4 separate regions of the Mus musculus genome follow, and all the other regions are linked to region 4. A link is a contact called in public Hi-C and promoter capture Hi-C data. All regions are on one chromosome and are shown on one strand. The core of a region is the stretch at or near the end of the contact, and the rest is flanking DNA. Distances in the headings are between cores, read along the strand shown.

What was found. Promoter capture Hi-C pulls out the DNA fragments that hold promoters and counts their contacts. A called contact is a pair of places that touch in the nucleus more often than the background predicts.
Region 1: a contact with region 4 is called in a Hi-C map of B cells, with 5 read pairs. The contact joins the promoter of Spi1 here to the promoter of Cd82 in region 4. A contact is called at or near these places in 1 of 39 promoter capture datasets (pre-B cells) and 1 of 484 Hi-C or Micro-C datasets (B cells).
Region 2: a Hi-C map of B cells shows a contact between it and region 4, with 5 read pairs. The contact joins the promoter of Fnbp4 here to the promoter of Cd82 in region 4. A contact is called at or near these places in 1 of 484 Hi-C or Micro-C datasets (B cells) and 1 of 9 other capture datasets (liver).
Region 3: a promoter capture Hi-C map of pre-B cells shows a contact between it and region 4, with 4 times the contacts expected there. The contact joins the promoter of Psmc3 here to the promoter of Cd82 in region 4.

Annotation. Positions count from the first base shown.
Region 1 is chr2:91,095,063-91,098,146 of GRCm38.p6, forward strand. It overlaps Spi1 (spleen focus forming virus (SFFV) proviral integration oncogene), which reads left to right and starts at 1,616. Exons shown (of 5, transcript NM_011355.2): 1 at 1,616-1,931. The coding sequence starts at 1,887.
Region 2 is chr2:90,744,061-90,746,832 of GRCm38.p6, forward strand. It overlaps Fnbp4 (formin binding protein 4), which reads left to right and starts at 1,498. Exons shown (of 17, transcript NM_018828.3): 1 at 1,498-1,766; 2 at 2,636-2,728. The coding sequence starts at 1,538.
Region 3 is chr2:91,052,455-91,055,668 of GRCm38.p6, forward strand. It overlaps Psmc3 (proteasome (prosome, macropain) 26S subunit, ATPase 3), which reads left to right and starts at 1,562. Exons shown (of 12, transcript NM_008948.2): 1 at 1,562-1,877; 2 at 2,121-2,204; 3 at 2,525-2,650; 4 at 3,004-3,108; 5 at 3,194-3,214. The coding sequence starts at 1,794. It also overlaps Gm13778.
Region 4 is chr2:93,461,149-93,464,248 of GRCm38.p6, forward strand. It overlaps Cd82 (CD82 antigen), which reads right to left and starts at 1,354. Exons shown (of 10, transcript NM_007656.5): 1 at 1,182-1,354. All of the region lies in intron 2 of Gm10804 (predicted gene 10804), which reads left to right.

The DNA.
Region 1 (3,084 bases), core at 366-2,865, 2.4 Mb before region 4:
CTTCCTTTTCTGCTGGCAGTAAGAAACTACCGGGGTATATGGAGGGATCAGGCTAGTTTTTACATAAAGCAAGAGGTTAAAGTATACACAGGAGGAAGCTAATTGACCAAGAAGTTCTCCTTAGACAGGGGACTGTGGCATACACTTTAAAGCCCAGCACTCGGGAGGCAAAGGCAGGTATAGAGCGAGTTCCGTGACAGTCAAGGCTACACAGAGAAACTGTCTCAAAAAGACAAAAACAAAACAAGTTCTTGCTCAACCGAGCAGTCTCCCTAGAGGTGTGTGTGTCCTTGGAGTCAGAAGTGGGGGACAGGTGTGTGTGGAGGAAAAGAACTATTGCTCTACTCTCTAGACTGGATGTCTGAAGGACAGGAAACCCTTCCACTTTCCCAGAACTCAGCATAGAGCTTGGTTAACATAGGGAAGATGCATGGATGGATGGATGGATGGATGGATGGATATGTAAATAGGTAGACTGATTAATAGTTAAGTGGATGGATGGGTGGATGGATGGTTGGATGGATGGATGGATGGATGGATGGATGGATGGATGGATGGAAAAGTGCATTGAGAATAGATAAGTAGATGAGTAGACTGGGAGATGGATGGATATAGGCAGACTAATGAATTAATGGATATATAGATTAAGTGAATAGATGGATGTGTGGGTGGAAGAATGTATGTGTAGACAAATGATGGATGGATGGACAGATGGATGGATGGATGGATGGATGGACAGGTGGCCAGATTGACAGAAGGTCATATAGTAGATAAAGAAATAAAAATACAAACTGTTAGCAGATGGATGGGCTGATGTACGGACAGACAAGTGGCTAAATGAGCACGTTGCTAACCGCGAGGGTAAGCAGACGAGCTGACTGGCAGCTCAGAAATGAGCAGTTGGTTGAACAGAGATGTGTAGACGGATGGGTGGTGTGATGGGCTGGAGAGATGAGCAGACAATCAGAAAGAGACAAGGATAGGAAAACAGAGGAAAGAAGAAACGTGCGAGGAAGGTTTATAAAGGAGGAAGTCTAGATCGTAACGTTCAAGGGTTGGAGAAACCGGGAGAACTGGGCTGGGAACAATGTCCTTAGGGATCTGACACCAGCTGTGGTACTTAGCTGGGAGGGGAGGGGATCAGAAGCCAATGTCCTTCCCAATTGGAAGGGAAGCCCACTTGAGAAGTCTGGAAAGGAGATAAAATGTGGGAGACCCAGTGTCTACTGTTGGCCCTAATTGGCTTAGGACGATCTAGCAGATATTGCAGGGCCTACAGGAAGAGCCAAGCCTGGCAGCCTTGGGACCAAAGTCCTCCACCTGACAAATTCACCCTCAAAATTAGGGATCCACGCTCTCGCTATTCTGACCCCCCGAAGAGGGGACTCTTGGCCACCAGAGGGGACTGAGAAGAAATCGGTATTATTAGGCTAAAAGAACAGTGGACTACTTCAGCAAGGCCTAGCGACCGGAGCAGCAGAAGCCTTCCATGGTAGTGCTAGCCTTTCTCCCTCCCAGCCCCAGTTTCCTCTGGGCAGGGGCCTGGCCCCCTGTCTTCCCAGGGCTGCCCTTTGAGAACCACCTGCCCCAGCCGGCCAGAGACTTCCTGTAGCGCAAGAGATTTATGCAAACGGGCTGGGGCGGTGATGTCACCCCAAGGGGACTATCTCCCAGTGGCAGGCCCTTCGATAAAATCAGGAACTTGTGCTGGCCCTGCAATGTCAAGGGAGGGGGCTCACCCAGGGCTCCTGTAGCTCAGGGGGCAGGCCTGAGCCCTGCGTCTGACCCACGACCGTCCAGTCCCCCGACGGGGCACCTGGTCCTGAGGGGGATCCGCCTTGATCCCCACCGAAGCAGGGGATCTGACCAACCTGGAGCTCAGCTGGATGTTACAGGCGTGCAAAATGGAAGGGTTTTCCCTCACCGCCCCTGTGAGTACTGGGGCTTCACTACCAGCCCAGCCTGGGGCTTTGGGATGTGTGACCATCTGCCCACTAACCCACCAGCCCACCCGATGCCCTCCGGCTCCCTATCAGTGGGAAGTTGGTGTTTCCTCCCCGGAGCTGCTGGTCTGAGACCCAGCGAGGGGCCATTGGCTTCCTTAGAGCATGCCCTGGCGGGCTGAGGGTTGCCGGCTGGCCCCATGGTGGGGCTGTGATCGGTGGGGCCTGAACAGCTATTTATAGATGGGTTCAGTGGCAGGCCGAACTCTAGGGCAGGGTTCTGGGTTGAAGATGGCGAGGGCGGCTCCTGAGAGGCCATGGATGAGGAGATCTGGAGACTGGCCTAGGAGTCTCTGGAGGCAACAGGAGAGGTTTCAACTCAAGACCTGTGGGCTCCTGAGGCAAAGGCTATTAGAACTCGAAGTCACCCGTGGGTCCCCAACATTCAGTTTGTGGCCTGGCTGTTGATCCAAGTGTTTGGGCTTTGGGCCTACATGGATCTGAGAGTCTTGGGCAGTGACCAAGACTGGCTTCTTAGGGCCAGGCCGGGCAAGAGAAGAACAGAGCAGAAACCCTGCAGTTAGATTGTGGCTAGAACTTAGCTCAATGAGAAATCGGGTGAAGAATGGACTGGGGCCAGAATGGGACGGAGATTGGGACTGGAGTGAGAAGATCTGGCTAGAGTTAAGGTGGGGCAGGGACAGGGACACTAGCAGGTGGGAGGATCCCACCTGTTCCTCCTGTTTTCAGTGACAGTCACAGCTTTGGGCGAATGGCAGCCCAGAATCCCTTAGAGAGGACCCTCTTGCTTTCTCCTACCCTTGGAGGTGTTGGGGCAGTGAGGAAAAGCTGAGCAGGGCCTGCCCACCTGACTCAGCGTTCCTGAACTAGAGACAGATCTCTTCTCTATCCCTTCCAGCCCTCCGTAGCACCTCAGGCCTGACATCGTAGTCAGTGTCCTGCAACAGGGGCAGGCCTAGTGTGCTGCCTGGAAACCCAGGGAAGAGGGCCAGCTTCTGGTCTCCTCACAGGATAGAAGACAGGCTCGCCAAATCTCACTGTTCTCTCCTTTACCCTGATCCCCTTCTCCTGCCTGGGACGGGAAAGGTGCTGGGGCAAGCACAGGTGATGGAGGGTGTCC
Region 2 (2,772 bases), core at 248-2,747, 2.7 Mb before region 4:
AACTCAGAAATCCTCCTGCCTCTTATACTCCCTCTTTAACATCCATTCTCATACATCTTCCCCAGATTTCTCCTTGTATTATTATTATTTTATTAATTTATTGTTATTATTGTTATCTTTGAGACAAGATCTCACTTTGTAAGCTCTGGTAATATGCATACCTGGCTAGACTCACTTGAAATCTTCCTACCTCTGTCTCCACTGAAATTATAGACATGAACCATGACAACTACTTCCAGTGTTATTAGAACACTTCAGTAGCTCTCCAGGAGTACAGTGCACCATCTTTAGGCATTATTTCTCATCTTCTGGCCTGCTGTCATTAGTCTAGAAGCAATCAGGGATGGGTGGAAGGAGTGGGTCCTGGAGAAAATCAGCATTATCTTGCGTGGTAACTATCTCTGGGGAGAACATTAATGACTCAGGATGTCACCTGACTCTAGGAATGGGGAACAAGGAAGACTCAAAATGTAAAGAGCTCAGCCTCAAGGTGGAGGAGTTGGAGGTAGGGCAAAAAAGTAGTGTTTACAGAAGTAGGATGAGGTAAGGCTTCGGTATCCCATATGAACAGTTTGACTGTTTCCAAGGTCCAGTCATTTTCCCTACTAATCACGTCGTATTTCGTTTTAAAGAGCCTACTGGGGCTGGAGAAATGGCTCAGCGGTTAAGAGCACTGACTGCTCTTCCAAAGGTCCTGAGTTCAAATCCGAGCAACTACATGGTGGCTCACAACCATCTGTAATGAGATCTGATACCCTCTTGTGTATCACAGCTACAGTTTACTTACATTTAATAAATAAATAAACCTTTGGGTTGGGGCGAGCGGGGCTGGAGCAAGAAAGTGGGGAGAGAGCCTACCGTAAACCCATCACTTGGGAAGCAGAGGCAGGCGGATTTCTGAGTTCCAGGCCAGCCTGGTCTACAAAGTGAGTTCCAGGACAACCAGGGCTACACAGAGAAACCCTGTCTCGAAAATCAAAAACAAAACCAAAACAAAACAGAAAAAGCCTACCGATGTATAAACACCCAGCATCATCATTGTTTAATACTATACCCCAAAGAAGCTACAATAACCAAGAGAACTTGCAGAAGGGTGCAATGTATCTTTATCTTCCTCAAAGACAAACAGCAATAAGCAGCTGAAAATAGCTACAAGATGGCGGACAAAGCCCTAAAGAAAAGACTTGGCTAACAGCGCATGGTGCAACCCCAGTCTAAGGAAGTCGCACACACCGCGGGCCCTTCCGCACTATTGGCGCGAAGTCCTGTCTTTTCCCTTTGCTATTGGCTACCGAGTCCGTCTCAAGTCAAAACAGCCAATCGCCTTTTCCCTGAACAAAGCCCACCCACCATGGATGGAGCGGAACGTGCGTAAAAGCACCGGGGCGCAGGCCGCATGCGCAAGTGCACCGCGCCGGTTAAAAGCGGATCTCCTCGGGAGGCGGTGCCACGGTTCATGAATATTGATTACGCACCGGGGCGCTGTGCGCCCGCCCCACTAATCTGCCGTCGTTCGCTGCTCGCGCTCCGGCTCATGATGGGGAAGAAGTCCCGGGCGGTACCCGGCCGCAGGCCTATCCTGCAGCTCTCTCCACCGGGTCCTCGGAGCAGCACCCCGGGCCGGGATCCCGACCCCGATCCGGATCCCGAGGCAGATTCGACTGCGGCGGCGACAAGCCAGTCAGCGCCGGCAGCAGCGACGGCGGCGGCCGCGACGTCGCCCGCGGTGCCTGCCTCCGCTGCCCCAGAGGACTCGCCTTCAGAAGGTAAGGGCGCGCGAGAGGAGCCCTGCTTTTATTTGGGACGTCTGAAACTCGAGCACGGGGCTTGCGGCCTAGGTTCCCGGGTGTCTCTTCGGACCCGGTGAAGAAGAGAAACCCTGGCGGGCGAGGTACACCTCGGCTGCCAGCGATCTGGGGCCCGCGGGACGGCGGTCGGGGACTCTGGGAGGCGGAAGGCCGGGCCCGGACTCATCTGAGGCGCCTTTGCGGTGCAGGGGTTTCTCCCCGGAACCTGTGCCGTCCACCGAGGCTTGGGACCCCAAATGTCTCCTAGATGACTCCCTTCGATCTTAATAACGCAGAAGGTGGAGGGCAATTTCCACGTGCGAGCCTTGAGGCGGTTGAACCTGGCCTTCTCTACTTGTCACGCTTGGTTTCGTTTTTGTTGAAATGGAGACACCACTCTTTAGAAGTGAACAAACCCATATTTTTTTCTTATGCTAGACAAAGCATCGGTAACCCCAGACTTAAGGGAAAGTGACAAAACCTGTGTGTGGGCTTTTCTGGAATTGTGTTTGGGTTTAGGGTAACAATTGCATGGAGTAGATGCCGGAGAAGCTATACTGTATCAAACATTAAGAATCAGATTAATAGGATGTACATAACGTGTGGAAACGTGCAGAAGTATTTATGCATGTTAATTGTTAAGTATTGCAGGTGCCATTTTCATAGTGTTCACGTTCTTACTGTCGCTACCACTAAATGAATGGAAGGGTAGATCAGCTTGTTTTTTGTCTTCTTAGTTTGCATCAGTGATACACGCTGGTTTTATAAGTTGATTCAGGCTGAAGGTCAAGCTTTGGACCCTGGCCCACTGACTGACTGCAGCTTCCTTTTGTGCATTCCAAATACAGATGAACAAGAAGTGGTGGTGGAGGTCCCCAACGTTGTTCAGAACCCTCCAACACCAGTCATGACCACCAGACCGACAGCCGTCAAGGCAACAGGTAGAGATTTTTGTTGTTGTTTTTGCCTTTCCCTTAAAATATCT
Region 3 (3,214 bases), core at 312-2,811, 2.4 Mb before region 4:
TTGCCAGGTGGCTAGCTTTGCCACATATGAATCAAACTCCATATGGAGGGTCTTCAATGCCCATTATCTTTTTGAAATAATATTTAGGTAATGCCAGGAGCTGATGCATCTCAATTTCACAAAAAAAGCCTTGTTATTAAGACATCTTAAATGCCATATTCTATAGATCTCTGAAGTGTTTGAAGACCATCTATCGACATAGACTATGTTGAATAGGCAAGCATTGCTTGTTTATAGCTATTTACAACCTGTGTAACTTTGAAAACATCTTTAGACTAAATAAAGCTTATTTCTGTAATTAACTAAACTAGTATCTAACATGACCATAAATGTCATTATTTATGGGTAACTAATTACTAACTTGCCTTTCAGATTATCCTAAACAGTTTGTAATAGCAGCTTTCAGGGACTAGAACTTGGGCTGCAGAGATGGCTCAGTAGGTAAGACTGCTCTTCTGAAAGTCCCAAGCAACCACATGGTGACTCACAACCACCCATAATGAGATCTGACACCCTCTTCTGGTTCATTTGAAGATCGCTACAGTGTACTTATTTATAATAATAAATAAATCTGCCAGTCAGTGGTGGCCTTTAATTTCAGAACTTGAGAGGCAGAGGCAGAGGCAGAGGCAGGTGAATTTCTGAATTCAAGCCAGCCTCGTCTATAGAGTGAGTTCCAGGACAGCCAGGGCTACACAGAGAAACCCTGTCTCGAAAAATCAAAATAAATAAATAAAATTTTTTAAAGGACTAGAACTTTACAGCACATGAGTTGTGTAGATATAATACTTTAAACAAGAGTAGAAACATATATACAGTACATTGTAACAAAAATAACTTCCCTATGTGGACAGTTAGATCTGCATTAATATTAGTAGAAGCAATGGTTTATCTGGGTTTTGTTAGGCTATTTTTGTTTAAGACTCACAGTGTGACCAGAATAGCTAGAAATACACTATGTAGCACAGGGTGGCCTTAATATGCAGCAATCCTTCTGCTTCATCTTTGCAGTGGCTCAGTGTCTGTGATGACAGGCATGTGCCATCAAACCTAGCAGTTTCTTTTCAACCTTTCTCTTTCTTTCTTTCTCTTTCTTTCTCTCTCTCTCTCTCTCTCTCTCTCTCTCTCTCTCTCTCTCTCTCTCTCTCTCTCTCTCTCTCTCTCTCTCTCTCTCTCTCTCTCTCTCTCTCCCTCTCCCCCCCCCCTCTTCCTCCCTCCCTTTTGTTTTTGGTTTTTGAGACAAGAGTTTCTTTGTGTAGCCTTAGCTCTCCTGGACTCACTCTAGACCAGGCTAACCTTAAACTCAGAGATCCGCCTACCTCTGCCTCCAGAGTTCTGGGACTAAAGGCATGCGCCACCACACTGGACATTTTGCAAATCCGTGAATTCCAAGTTTACCTGGGTTCTTAGATTGCACCGGCACCTGTGCAAACTCCTTTTCAGTTATCCGCCAGGCTAAAAACTGCATTTCCCGAAAGACTCCGCGGCTTTCTCCTGCCTCCCGCCTCTTCCGGTTGTGCAGCAAGCCCCGCCCCGCCTGTACGCCGGCCAATAGCAGCCCAGCCCTCGCTCCCGCACAAACCGGAGCAACCGGCGAGCCACGGGGCGGGCCCTGTAGCCTCGGTTTGGTTCGTGGAGTCCCAGCGGCAGATTCGCTCGGAGACGCGGACAGAACCCGTTCTGTCGCGTCAGGAATCGCGGGTGAAGTTCTCCACGGGTGGAGAGAAGACGTTGAGAAAGGCTGCGCTGGGCTCCCTCAGGGGCTCGTGCGCACTCCCAGTTTCGGCCTCTTCATGCAGGAAATGAATCTGCTGCCGACGCCCGAGAGTCCAGTGACTCGGCAGGAGAAGATGGCGACCGTGTGGGATGAAGCTGAGGTGAGTGTTGGGAGACCTGAGGGGCGTCCCAAAGTTTGGGCTATAAGGTTAGACGTTCTTGGAGGCCGGGAAAGGAGGTGGCTGGAAGGCCAGGTCCGGTCTGGACTGGTTGCAGAGCTTCTTGGGTTGTCCCGACTTCATCCTGCTGTTGGGTTAAGGAAGCAGGCGCTGAGGGGGCTGTGGGACCGTGGGATGGCAGCTCTGAGTTACAGTAAATAAGTACTTCTTCTCTTATTTGAACAGCAAGATGGCATTGGGGAGGAGGTGCTCAAGATGTCCACGGAAGAGATTGTCCAGCGCACACGGCTGTTAGACAGCGAGATCAAGGTGGGCTCCTGGCTCCGGTGCAGGCAGCGGAGTTCTCAGATCTCCATTTTACAGATGAGGAACCCGAGGCTCAGAGAGGGATGAATTCACACTCAAACCCATGGAAAATACCTAGCCCTGTCCCACAGCCGCTTTGTCAGGAGGTTTTCCCACTGGCCTCTTGTCCTGACCTCTGCAGTTTGGACATGTACAGGCTGGGCCTTCAGAAAGCCTGAGATCTGGTTGGATGGGTCTCCCGGGTAACCTGGACCTCATCTATTAGAGGGCTGTAATGAATGCAGGCTGAATCAGGGTTGAACATTGGTTTTCTCTTATCCCAGATCATGAAGAGTGAAGTATTGCGAGTCACCCATGAACTCCAAGCCATGAAAGACAAAATCAAAGAGAACAGTGAGAAAATCAAAGTGAACAAAACCCTGCCGTACCTTGTCTCCAATGTCATCGAGGTGTGTGTCTGTGTGTGGGAAGAGGAGGAGGCAGGAGGCTTGGAGACATCTAGGGATGGGGCCCATAGGGTAGAGTGTAAAAAGCAATGTTTAAGTCTGCAAAGACCTTAGAAGTGTCACAGATTTCTGCCATTTTCTTCTTTTGTTCCTTCTTGGGGCAGATGAACTTTGCAAACAGAAGCAGCACCTCAACAAAGGTGTTGTCAACCCCCTAACACATCATCTATGTTTATTAAGCTTAAGGCTAGACTGAGGAGGGAAGGAAGGCCTGTGGCCTTGTGGGTTTAGGGAACTGTTTGAGCACACACAGTAGTGGATTTTGGGAAGGGAACTGAGCCTATTTTCTTTCTTAGTTGCTGGACGTTGACCCCAATGACCAGGAGGAGGATGGTGCCAACATTGACCTGGACTCTCAGAGGAAGGGCAAGTGTGCGGTGATCAAAACTTCTACCCGACAGGTAAGGTTGGCTCAGTCACAGTTGGGCAGGGGGCAGCATGGGGGAGTTTCCGTGTAGCTACGACTGCCTGTAACTCTTCCTACAGACATACTTCCTGCCAGTGATT
Region 4 (3,100 bases), core at 104-2,603:
TTACAAGGGGGTGGGGGTCGTTTAAATTCAATACCCATCATCTCCAAGCTATGTTAGGGACTCAGGCCCTCCTTTGTCTAGGTAACACATTTCCTGACCCACAAAAGAACAAGATGACGTTGATGGCTGGTGTCAGTTTCTGACTCTGATGAGGTCAGGGATGGGACAGCTGCAGTTACCCACAAGCCTTCCAAACCAAGCCAAACCCCAAAGATGGGTTCATTTCCCAGAAGGAAGACAGCACACCACCTGCTCACTGACATCTCAGGAGCTTTGAAGTGAGGCTTCTGGGCACCCAATGGCCTGTCAGGCATGGTACACATAGTTTCACTTAATTCTTGCTACTACTGTTTGGCCATTGCTCCCCAAGTTACAGATGAGGAAACTAAGGTTTGGAGGGGAGTGGAATCCAATTAGGCTGAATCCCAAAGCCTAAATCCTTGGCACAGCCAGGACCCAGGACACACCCCACCATCAGAAGTGGAGCCCCTTCTGCACAAATACCTAATCCCTGGCACAGCAAGGAGCTCTCTTGGGTTTGGCTAGATTCTGAGCAGGTTTGGAAGGGTTTCCCCTTCTTCTCCCTATGCACCCCAAGAGAGAGTTTCTTCTGCTGCTATCCCTCCAGGCTCCTCTTCCAAACCAGCTCACCTGGAAAAGTTTGGCTAGGTTTCCACTCTTAAGTCCACCCAGTTCAGTGGTGCGCTCAGAACGTGGAAGGAGGAAAAGAACGGAAACTGCCTTGCTTTGGATTTGGAGTTCCTTCCAATAACCCAGGGCAACTTAAATCGTTTCTCTCAGTGACATTTTGCGGAAGTCGCTGAGGTCTAGCTACGCAATCTGAAAGCGAGTGTACTCACACACCACTGTGACTGTCACCTGTTAGCCCTCACATTCCGCTCGGAAGCTCATCTCAATCAACTTCCTCCTTCTGGAACCGGAGGAGATCTGGACTAGGGGCAGGGACAGGCCCGGGGCCACAGGGCTGGTGTGTGGGGCAGCCAGAACTAGGGAGTTCGGGACTCGGAGGTGAACGACCCTTCTCAGCTACTAAGTGCTCCAGCCTGTTACCTGTTGCCAAGCGGGCCCCACGGGCTTGGCGGAATGGGTCCTGCTAGGAAATCCGGACAAAGCTAAGTTTGCTTCCGATTATCCTGTCCCCTCCCCCAGGCTTCTCTTACCTGGTGCCTGGGTTCTGGCTACGCGCTTTAAGTCCCGCGTCTTCAGCTGGCGCCCCAACCCGAGTCTGACTGCGCAGCTTGGCTCTGTCCCTCCGTTTTCCCCCGCCACCCCCTCCCGAAGTCAGTCCAGAAGCTCAACGGCCTTGTCAGGCCACGCCACGCCCCCCAAGACCACGCCCTTGACACGCCCCCTATACAGTTCCCCTCTGGGCCCTGCGGGAGGTAGCACCAGGCTCCGCCCACCACAGCCTCCCGGTTCAATCAAACGGCCACACCCCTTAGCACAACACTGAGCTGGCTACCCTTTGCCAACCCTCCAGCTCTGCCCAGCCCTGCAGCCTGGTTCCAGCTCCAGATTAGAGGCGAGGCCACGTACGCGCCTTGCTCCGCCTGCTTTGGGCCTCCAGGGGATAAGGCCGACCTGGGACCCCAAGTCTGCCGCTCCAGTCTCTTCCAGCCTTGCGGAGTCTCACCCCCTATGGTCTCCCCCATCCTTCCCACTTCCCAACTATGCCGCTGGCGGTCCTCTGAAGCCCTCCTGTTCACCCCTTTGAGTCCATCACTTTCCCCAGGGGCTCACCCTTAGGCCTCCAACTGGGAGGCAACTCCCCGGCTCCGCCCTTCCCGGGGGATTCTCTGCTCCGCCCCGAGCCTGTTCCCCTTAGCAACCTGGCTCAGGGCTATAAGCCTGGGGCCCCGACGCTGGCATTCTAGGACGGGCGTATCCTGGTGCAACCCGGGAATGGCGTGGGAGCGTTCGCGTTCCAAGACCAGGTCTCCGTGTGGAGGCGGCTGGAGCCAAGCACTTTCTGAAAATACTAACAGCTACCAGTGGTTGAACTTTTGCTCAAAGACAGGATGAAAGCCAACAGCTGTTAAAACTCTGCTCTTCAGTCCCTACCACTCCTGGGCTACTTTATTTGTACCCATTTTATTATTTGCACCCATTTTACAGATGCACAGCCCAAGCTTTAGAGAGGGGAAGTCGTGGGCTAGAGTCTAACAGCAGAGTCGTTCGTGAACCATTCCAACGTCTCGAATCATACTTAATACTTGTCCTAGCTTTTCTGGATTTTGGTCCTTGAAGAAGTGGCCCAGGCCAGCCAGCTGTGGTACAGCAGGCTGGTGAAGGGGTGGCAGGAGAGGGCAGAGGGCCTGAGACCTCCATGGCTGGCTTCTTCTTTGAGAAAGTGGTCTGCCAAAGATCTCCAGATGTCTGACACATCACAATGCACTACAGACCATGGATCTGCCTCAGGCAGGTTACCAGGTTAACAAGCAGGGCCATTAACCTGTGAACTGCTGAAGTTCTTTAGCAACACATCTCACTGGCATAGCAGTACAAGCCTCTGAGGGGAGGGTGTGGATGTGCTTGCTTTACCAGTGGGGCGCTGGATGCAAGGCTGCCCAGTGGTTCTCAAAGCTGTTCTCACCCTAGAAGCCCCATCGCTGCCTGGGAACTTGTTAGGTTCATGTTTGGGGTTTGAGGCACCCAGAAACAACTCGGTGGGAAACTGCGGTGGTTTGCTTTCACAAGGGTCCCAGGTAATTCCGAGTCAGCTTTGTGGTTGAGAGCCACTGTTGGGCATAGGGTAGGCTGAGACTCACTCACAGGGCCTAGGTAGACCTAGCATCTGTGTTACCCAGGGCAAAGTAAGTGCCTTTAAGAAGGGACCCACAAAACCAAAGCCAAAGCAAACAAAACCCTAACCTAATAAAAACACATTATTGGTTTATGAGAGACAGACAGACAGACAGACAGCATGGCATGATGGATCAGGAGTTTGAGGCCAACCTTGGCTAAACAAGTTTGAAGCCAACTTGGGCTGCATGAAAAGGGAACAAACAAACAAAAGGATTAATAACAAAAATATTGTGACAGTGGCCATTGGAAATAACTTTTTATTTACTTTTGGTCT